2 separate regions of the Arachis hypogaea genome follow, and region 2 is linked to region 1. Evidence: chromatin contacts called from public Hi-C data. All regions are on one chromosome and are shown on one strand. The core of a region is the stretch at or near the end of the contact, and the rest is flanking DNA. Distances in the headings are between cores, read along the strand shown. Region 1 holds the start of LOC112711504 (coatomer subunit alpha-1). Region 2 has its middle 8.8 kb from the start of LOC112711508.

What was found. A called contact is a pair of places that touch in the nucleus more often than the background predicts.
Region 2: a contact with region 1 is called in a Hi-C map of an unstated tissue, with 8 times the contacts expected there. The contact joins the enhancer-like site here to the promoter of LOC112711504 in region 1. A contact is called at or near these places in 2 of 8 Hi-C or Micro-C datasets (leaf and an unstated tissue).

What each region holds. Positions count from the first base shown.
Region 1 is chr9:106,087,848-106,093,124 of arahy.Tifrunner.gnm2.J5K5, forward strand. LOC112711504 (coatomer subunit alpha-1) reads right to left here and starts at 2,167. Exons shown (of 4, transcript XM_025764175.2): 1 at 1,951-2,167; 2 at 1,596-1,831; 3 at 428-922; 4 at 1-153. The coding sequence starts at 1,803.
Region 2 is chr9:106,235,255-106,240,531 of arahy.Tifrunner.gnm2.J5K5, forward strand. No RefSeq gene overlaps it. Among protein-coding and RNA genes, the nearest start is that of LOC112711508, 8.8 kb to the right of the region's middle. Within about 2 kb of position 2,342, at least 3 of the 3 cell types and tissues checked have open chromatin away from gene starts, as enhancers often do.

The DNA.
Region 1 (5,277 bases), core at 917-3,416:
ATGTTTGAATTCCAGTTCGCTTTGTTGCATCCCATATACGAATACTTTTATCTTCAGAATTTGAGACTATAATATCCTGTTTTGCATGGAACATTACACACGAAACATTATTCATGTGTCCTCTCAAAGTGTCCACTTCCCATGCCTTTGTGTCTGAAAAGAGAGAAATATTTTATAAGTAGCATAAATTTAAATGGTATCAAGTTTCCTTTTCCCTATACAGCATAGTCTACAATATTTCAAGCATCCATCAACCAAGGCTAGACATAACATTTAGCTCAAAATAAATATATCTATGTTCCTCTGCACAATTATTAGAAAACCAATGATACTATAAGGAATTCAGATCAGCTCAATATTTAAAATAAGATATGGAAAGACAGGGATATCCTCAGTGTAACTAGGACCAAGTGGTTTCATATTTTACCATTCATCCTCCAAAGCTTTACTTGCCGATCATCTGCTCCCGAAACAATAAGAGGCAGTGTAGGATGAAATGAAGCCCAATTGACTCCCCGGTCATGACCTTCCAACACATACTTAACAACTGCATCAATACCGCCAAAAAGATCTGTGTTCATCTGACTCAGCCGCAGTAGGTCATCCGCAGGAGACGCATTTTTTCTCTTGAGAGAAGAAATATCCCAAACACGAACAGTCTGATCCAGAGAGGCCGACACAACAAGGTCCTCCTTTGGATGGAACAAGGCACACATAACATAATGATTATGGCCAGTTAAAACAGATATACAGGTACGTGACTGCCAGTTCCAAACGCGAATGGTCTGATCATCACTCGCACTCACAATCCATGGGTTCTCATGATGAAATTGCACCGTACGAATATAATCAAGGTGTCCTAGAAGAGTGAACAAACACCTATGCAGCTTGTAGTTCCAAACCTTAATCTTGTAATCATCACCTGCCCAATGGGGAAATAAAAAAAAAAACAGACAAAGAAGACTGTCGGAAATAGAATCACACGAAAACCCCAATCATTAGAACAAGATACCATCTATACTATCATAGCGCATTCTACAGTTGAAAGCAAAAAACACATCAACATTGTGACGATACCTTTTCTCTTGTATACCTAACTAAGTTTCATCTTTAAATATTTTTGTACTCTATTTGAATTTTTTGTTGTTTAGAAATGTATACATACATATTTAATTTATATCTCTGTATTTGTGTTCTACACTTAAACAAACTTATATCATTTAATAATCATATTTGTATTGGTGCAACATATTAGTATATTACCAAGTATCAGATCCAAAGAGATAGACTACATAAACTTCTTCCTCTTCATGCCTCGATACACAAAACACAACAACCATCAAACAGTATTAAAAAAAATGGATGAAACTAGTATTCTATCAAAAGCAATCTTTTTCACAACCCTCCCTCTCTTACTCTCCCGACCCATTTAAATGGATCTACGGTAGGACAAAAGAACAAACAATATGGCATTAAACAATCACAGATCCACAAAAACTCAATGGAACACAGATGCAGATGAAAAAGCAGAAAAAACAGAGCATGAAAGTAATCTAGAACAAGGAAATCGTAATGAATCAAGGGTTATGAGTAACCTCCGGAAACGAATAGAGGCTGAGAGTAGTGGAAATGAACCCCTCGAACAGGACCATCGTGCTCGTCGAACTTGTCAATTAGGGTTCCCATGCGGTAATCCCATAGCTGGATAACTCCACTGTGAAGACTGGCGAGGATCCATGGCCTCTTGGGGTGGAAGCTGAGGCCCTTCACTCTGTTACTCTTCGTCTCGAACTTAGTCAGCATCTTCTCCAATGGAAACTAGCGATCTCCTCTGCGAGGAAACACCGTCAAATGAAATCGAAGCGGTGGATCGATCGAGCGAAGTATGCAGTGAAAGTGGAAATTGAAGAATTGAAGAGTTGAGAAGAAGGGAGAGTAGGAGTTAGTTACCTGAGATGAGGTTAGGGCTAATGCATGCGTGGAGAGAAGAGGGAAGAAGAACAAGTTCAGATCCAAAATGGGAAGAGAAATGAAGGAGAAAGGGGTTTGAATAGTGTGGAGCTTAGATCTAAGAACTTGGGTCAGTCACCTTGCTCTTATTTTTACCATCAAAATTTTGGATTACATGAAACTCTTCAACACATGCCAAATTACTTCGTGTTTCTTTGGAATGGTTTTTTACTTTTTTGAGTGAATTTATTCAATTTTAAATATGTTTAAATATATTTTTTTAAAATCAACAATATTTTTATTTTTAAATTAAGTAAAAATAAAAAATTTTAATACTTAACAATTCTTTTTTAAAAGTCATTGAAAACTAATTTTTACTATTATTTTTTTCTTAGGATTACTTTTACACTAATGCAATGGATATTTATTTTATCTATATAAAAATCATATTTTTACACTTAATGATAGAATTGACGTAGCATATTTCTAATAGTATTTTTTGATTTATTTCTTTTAGTTCATTAAATATAATTTATTATAATCAATTAATTATATCAATTAATTGATTTGATTATATATTTAAATATTACATGATTTATTATCATTTATTCAATTTGTTTTTGTAATATTTTTTAATTTATTTCTTTTAATGTTTTGATAGTATTATTTAATTTATTTCTTTTAATTTATTAAACCAAATTAATTATACTAATTATGTGTATTAATTAATTAATTTGACTAATTTATTAGTCATTAAAATAATAAATCTATAAATAAAATAGACAACTGAGATATTTTTAATTAATAATTAAATCAAATCAAATTATATGTATTGAGTGAGATTCAAATCATGTAAATTAAGGATAAAATAAGATGATTTTTTTTATTCAAATTGAATGCAATAAATATAAATCAATTTTGTTAGATAATCATAGTTTTCTAGTCTTTTATATATAGATAGCCAAACAAAATGCTAAGAATTGTCATTTTTAATTTTTATCACTTTTACTATTTCAACTCTTTTTTTTATGTGTAATTTCTTTTATGGATAAATCTACTCAAAATAAAAAAAAAAGCATGGATGATTGATTTATTGATGGTGTTGTTTGACGAATATTATAATCCAAAAATGTCTCAATTTAAACATTTTACTCCTAACAAATTTAATTATTAAAAAAATTAAAATTAATTTAAATATATATAATATTATTCTATGCTTTTCATTTTTATTTTGTCTTCATAAAAGGTTATATATACTAAAAAAATATTTTTTTACCAACAGTTCTTCTATTCAGTAATTTTTATAAAAAAATGATGGATGATTTTGTCGTGTATGGAAGACGCAGAATAATATTGTGATTCATAAGAATATATGAAATTTTAAAATGCTTAAGCATGTATTTGACATTTGGCATATTTGTAGATGAAGTGCATAGTAGATAAAAAGATGGCTAATAAAAAAAGTAAATAGTAAAAAGGTTTCCTCAATGCTATGGGTCGGAAGTGTAAGAAGTGTGAGTGTTATATTTGCTTTGTATGCTTTTAAACTCAATCTCCCTCATGGGTATTTGTGACTAAATAATTATTAAAAAAATTAGTTTAATATCTATTTTATATTTTATTTAAGTTATAGGATAAATATTTTTTGTCTCTAAAGTTTGACAAAAGTTTTAAAAATATTCCTAATTTTTTTCAATTTTTTCTAAAAAATTTTCGATTTGCATCAAATATACTCATGGCGATTAATTTTTTAAAAAAATTTAAGATCAATTTAACAACAATTTCACAAAAACAACCTCAACACAGGAAAATTAACCATAATTTTTATGTATTATTGTTATATTGGTATTAATTTTTTTAAAATTTAGTTGTTGGGTGTATATTTAATGCAAATTAAAAAAAATAGATAAAATTAAAATAAAATAAAACTTAAGGATATTTTTGAAATTTTTCACAAATTTTAAGGATAAAAAATATATTTTATCCTAAATTATAATAATGAGTAAATATTTTTTTGCCTTTTTTTCTAAAATAAATATTGTGATTTTTTTCATAAAAACAAAGTTTTAGGGTTAAATAAATAATTGCTTGTGAGATTAGATTATTCCACAAATAATAATAAATATTTTAGGATTAGATCTATTATAATAAAAAACTTATAAAAATATTATGTTGTATTGTATAATTTAGTTATATTTTTTATTTTCAGTCTAAATTATTTGAATTCGCATACTTCTAAAAATGTTATTTAAATTATTTTTAAATTATTAAATCAAATTAATTATAATTAATTAATTAATTTGATTAAATATCTAAATATCTTACAATTTAATATAATTTAATTTATATAGAATTATAGATACATGACTTTTATTATTTATTAATAAATTCTAGAGATAGTTGTTATAATTTGATTTTTTTATCTGCATATTCAATTTTTAATAATAACTTTTTTTATTTATGAATATATTATTTTCTACTTTAATATTTAACTTTATAATTTTAGATTATTGTATAAATATAATTAATATGATTTTATTTTTATTATTTGAACATCAATAATGTCCCTATAAATTTTTATTACGTCATTTACTTTGACAAAAAAGAATAAAATTTAATTTATGAAAATATAAACTTAAAAACTTACTATGATTAAATTCAAATTTTAATTTATTTATTATATTATATAAATATTAAATTTTTTTATTAAACACTTATTTAATTATGATGATATTATATATAATTTTTATATTGGCAATTAAATTTCAATTGTTACATAAATATTATATTTTAGGTAATTGTATATTTTTTATTATTTAAAAAATTATTATATATTTTTAGAATTTTTGAATTATGTTTATTTTTTAAAAAAATTGTTATTATTGAAGAATAACTAATCTTTGTGATAACTTAAAATTGAAAAAATAAAAGATACGTGATATTAATACTCTAAATTTTTTAAATATAAATCTTAAAGTAAATATATATGATTATGATTAATGATTATAATTAGAGATTTTTATTTTATTTCAATTTTTTTAAAACATGTTTATTTTACTTAAATTTTATTTTTTTATTGATTGTTATTATTTTTTGGTATACTTAACTGTCATTAGTTTATATCAATTAAAATTTATTACTTTAAAAAAATAGATAAATATCTAAACAATGAACAAAAAATATTTTTTAATAAAAAGTTCATCATCATATCTTATATTTTTATTATAATTAAAAATTTTACAAATACAACAAACTAAGTGTTACATTATTAAATATATTATTAGAAGTGAATTATTAAATATAAATTATTAAAAATATATAATACTT
Region 2 (5,277 bases), core at 1,092-3,591, 150 kb after region 1:
GAAGAATAGATAGATAGATGTTAATTCATATATAGTATATAAACAAATTTAATTAGAATAAATAACAATTTATTTATTTTATTTTAGACTTTATAAATAAAAAGACTAATTCACTAATATAACGAATTATAATTAATGTAGTATAATTAATTAAGTAATATAAATTATAATAAATTATATTAAGAAAAGAAATATTTAAATATCTAATCAAATCAATTAATTGATATAATTAAATCAGTGCAATAAATTGTATTGAATGAGTTAAAATAATTAAATCGGGAACCACTCTCCGAAGCATGCCACGTCAGCTTCATCATTAAGTGCAGACATCCGATTTTTATATAATAGAATAGATTTTATTTGGGCTTTAAGATTTAATAGGTGTCATGCTCAAATATAAATGGTTCCTTTAGGGTTTCGGTCCCCAACATACCAAAGCCGTCTCAGCAACTCTTTTTCCATTAGAAAAGTTGCAATTCAACCGCCTAGGAATACAAATCATGTTTATAAATTCAGGTACACTTTCACATTCAAGTATTTTATTTCTCAATGATTTAACATGGATAATCTTTGGATTAAGGAATTATAAGAAAAATCCAACAAATTCTTCCTTAGCTTCTTGAATCGGTTGTTGTTTATTGCTAGAGAAATCAGAGTTTTGAAGGCTTGCAATTTTATTCTGCCATCTCACTATCTCTCTGTTTGCTCTTCTGAAAGTGCTCCTACTCCAATTAATGAGTTCTTGCTTGTAATTCTTCATTTTGTTCAGCACTTGGTCTCACTCTCCTGTTCTGACCGATTCCTTCTCCCATCCCTTTTTATTATTTTTTCACAATTTTCACTATCCTAAAAAGCTTCATATTTAAAGAGCTTGGTGATTTTATGTTTTTGTTTAGTGGATAGTATTAATTGGCTGTAGTTTGAAGATATGGCTGGTAGCGCAGTGAGAGTGGCGTGTTCAAACATAGCCCTCCACTTCCAATTGACCATAGCCCTATCCAACTTTTCTCTAGTGATGACTTCATCTCGAAGATTACTAAACCAAGTGTATTTGTTACCTTTTGGCTCCAAATCCATCAACGCATTGCTATCCACAAAGTTCTTGAATTCTTCTAATTGTGCTTTGGATTTTGGATGCCTGCCTATCTTTTCCTCTTGTTGAAGGATGTCATTGAAGTCTCCTATAAAGCACCTTGGTGTGTCTTGGTCTGATGGTGATAGCTTCCTCCACAGCGTCTTCCTTTGTTTGAAGTTCGGGTTTCCATATAGAAAAAGTGAAAAACACAATCCCACCTATCCATAATATTGTTATCAATATGAGTCATAATATAATTTTGATACCAAGAGTAACCTTCAATATTCAAATTACTTTTTCATAAAATAATAAGACCGCCGAACAGGCCCGGAGTTCTACACAGAGGAACTTATCATAATACAGCTTCCTAGATATCATCTTAATTATGTCATATTTTACTCTAGTTTCTATTAGGAAAATAATAGGTGGCTTATATTTTTGCACATGCCCTTTAGCTCCACAACTGTTGCGGCGGCCCCTATTTCGCAACAATTCTAATTGAGGATGATCATGGCTGCGTTGGGGGCATGGTTAGGCCCAACTCCTCAACCATGTTTTGGATTCTCAGGACTTCCAATACTCTGGTGGTGCTTTCTTCTTCTTCACAGCTTCTGAAACTCTTCCAAGTTCTTCCCTTTTCTTCTAAGTCGTTCCATTCATTGTCTGCTATGGAATTTGGTTTGCATTCTCCCTCACTCTTTAATTGCAGCCTATCCTTGATACAGATTATTAACTCCTTTTTCTAGTAGTTGTTTTCATTTCGCTCCTTGCTCTTCGGTATGGGTTCTTTTTCATCATCAGAAGCTAGCTCCACTATGTATATACCTCCTTCTCAATCTATGTGAATCTATCTTTCTTTTTCTCTCTTTTTTTCCTCCTTTTATTTTGACTTGTCTCTGATAGCCCGTATCATCTTCTCGTGCAACTCTAAATTTTCATGTGTATCTTATGTCCTATCATGAGCTGATGTATTATTACTCACTTTTAATCAATTTCCCCATATGACTCTTCATTTCCTATGAGTGTAGCCCATAGCCTAGTCCATGGCCCTACACCATTTGCTGAAAGTTTTCTTGCTAGGTTTGTCTGTTCTGGCTCAGCCATTTTATTGAAATTTTTGGTCTAATCATCTTTGTTTCTTGTTGGACTTGTTTTTTTTAGCTAGATTTTTTTTTCTTTTTTCTTGTTTTGGTTGGGCCTTAACTTGGGGACTGGTCCAATTAGAAAATTGTGGTTCATAGTTCCATCTGTTTTTAGTATCTCCCCATTTTCCCTTTACTTGTTTAGCTTTCATTTCCTTGAGCTTTTGGATCAACTCACTAAGGTGATAGATTAATCCTCCTTCTCGGTTAACTGTGCCTCTTTCATATATTAATGGATTTGCTATCTCCTCATGCACCCCTAAGTTGCCAAAGCCGCTTCCACTTTCCCTTATTTCAAAGAGCCTCTTTCTTGATGTCACTTCTTGTTCAAATTTTTGCTTTACCTGCTGGATCTTCGCACTATCCTCAGTTTCCTAGTTATTCCTTTCCTCTTGTTGTTGCATTTGTATTCCATGTGCTTGTGCTTCTCCCCCGATTTCCTGATTCATAGATTTATCTTCTAAATCAAGGCTCTTTCGAACTAGAGCTCTCACATTGCTGGTACTAAGCTCTTTTGTGTACCTTGGTTCATGGATTGACATGGCCATCTGGTTCTTGCAGCTCCTCTTGTCATGACCTATGATTCCATTTCCACAATTGAGGCATAAAGCATCCTGTAAACGTTCATACTTAAAGCTTATCCAAGTCTTAGGAAGACGATCTCTTGCCATCCAAAATTCAATTTGTAGAGATTTAGTGATGTCTATTGCCACCTTGAATCTCATAAAATTTCTCATTAACACCCCCATCTATTATGGGATCCTCCACCTCCTCTAAGATTCCTACTATGTTTCCTATTGTTGATGCTGTTTCTGCTCTCATGTAATTCTCAAGGAGTCCATAAATTTGGACCCAAAACATCATAAACTCATGACCCACTTCATATATGGATACACTTTGACAACAGGGTTGTAAGTTTAATAAGTATTCTCTAATGCTTCATGGCCCATTGTTCATAATCTGCTTTCTGTTGTTCCTATCCTTGAATCTAATAAGAAACTTGTTTCTTCCTACCTCAAAAAAGCTACCCTTGTTAGGTTACCCCCACAAGCCAAGTAGAGTGTTCTTACATACCTTGAATTTCATTTTTTTCTTTAAGATAACTTTGTCCGCCAAGTTGAAGCAATTTGGTTTAGAACCTAGGCTCTTGTTGAGGTTGATAGTGATTGTTTGGCTTTCAATAGGATCAGTCCAAGAGATGCCTATTGCAATATTAGATGTATACTGTTATATTCGTAGTTGGATATTATTGTAACTATGTTAATGGAAATGTGTTTTGGTTTAATGTAGATAGTTAGTGTTTGAAAGAATGGATGTTTATGGCTTTAAAGAGTGGATGTATTATTACAGAACCAATTTTTGGATTATCTCTCAATGCGAGAAAGAATTTCCTCTCCTTGTAAGAGTTAGAGCAAAGTAACTAACATCTTAATTAAACAACTTTACTTGCGTGAGTCATGTATCTTAAGATAAAAGATTTTATCATGGGCTTGAACTTGAATGTTTTCTTAATCAAGTCAGGCTAAAGCAGGTCAACTATAAGTCAGGTCCAAGGCATAGGATGTCTAGCCTAATTCTGTCTCTAATCACAACCAAACAAATTCACTTGCCCATTATATTTTTGAAATTACTATTTTATCTCCTTTCACTTATGTATAATCTTTCTCTCAACACCACAATTTTTTCCCGACAACCACCACCATCGACCATTCTAAACTTTAAGGTAGCGTTTGTTTTGAGATACTGAGACAGAGACTGGGAGACTGAGACTCAGTATCATGTTTGTTGGTTTAGAGACTGGTATTAAAATTTCTATCTCTGTTTCTAAAATTTCAGTATTTCAGTACCTCCAAAAAGTAGGGACACAAGGGACTAAAATTTTGAGAGATGGAGACTGAAACTTTAATAACATTTTATACCTAAAATATTCTCATTTCAATTAATTAATTCCAATTTCACCCTTGGTATAAATTAAATTAGAATTTTATTCTTGTTTCAATTTATGTCTCTCACTTTGCACCAAACAGAATACTGAGATTTATTTCAATCTCTGTCTTTTAGTCTCTGTCTCTTAGTCTCGGTCTTTCCGTCTCTGTCTCTCTACCAAACGCTACCTAAATTCTAAGTTTTGATAGGTTTAATTATTTTGTTAGTCGTTATATTTTTATCAAATTTGCAATTAGGTTTTTATCCTTTTTTTAATTAGATTCTTATATTGCTTTTAATTTTATAATTAGACATTTTTGTGTGTAAAAAAGGTTAAAATTAACAAAATATTTCTCCCAAAAAATATGTGGTCAAATATCTAATTAGATTTTTAATTGTGAGTATTTTTAATTTGTAAAAAAAATATTCCATTAAGTTTAATATTTTTTACACTGGTGTTCCGGGGCTTACCTAGAACCGGACGGTGGTTGGACTTGTTTGAGACCCAAGCGCTGGAGGAGTGTGGTCTCCGACTTGGTTTACGTCTGGGAGTCGCCTCCGAGTTGTGTGTGAGAGAGAATGGGGGGTGGTACCTGCAAAGACACTCCGATGCCTAAGTCAGCATGGGGTTAAGCAGGTTTAGAATGTATTGGAACTTGGCGATACCTGAAGAGTGTCAGGATATTTATAGTGGTAATCTAATAACCACCGTTGGAGTAGTGCCACCTTTTTAGGTGGATAACCGTCCCTTTATCTAGGGATTGTTGAGATATGCCTTCTAGAAGTGGGTTGAGAGATTTCAGGGGCAGTTACTTATTTGAATAAGTGTTACCTGCCAGCTATCTCTTGAGCCCGACTTCTTTGGAAAGAAGTCCGTGTTGAGTCCGACCTCTTCTAAAGAGGTCGGTGAATAACGAAGGCCAATCTTTGGATTGGGCCTTTTGGCGTATTTGGACCTGGGCCATAGCGTTGGGTCAGGGTAGGAACAGTGCCCCTACTCGAGTCCAATCTCTTTTGCTTATGAGTTGGATTCGAGTATCGAACTTGGGTCTGTAGCCGACGTGATTTTAAATTTCTTAATCGCCAAGTCTAATCAAACGTCGCATCCGTTGGGGTTTTCGCATTTATACGTGA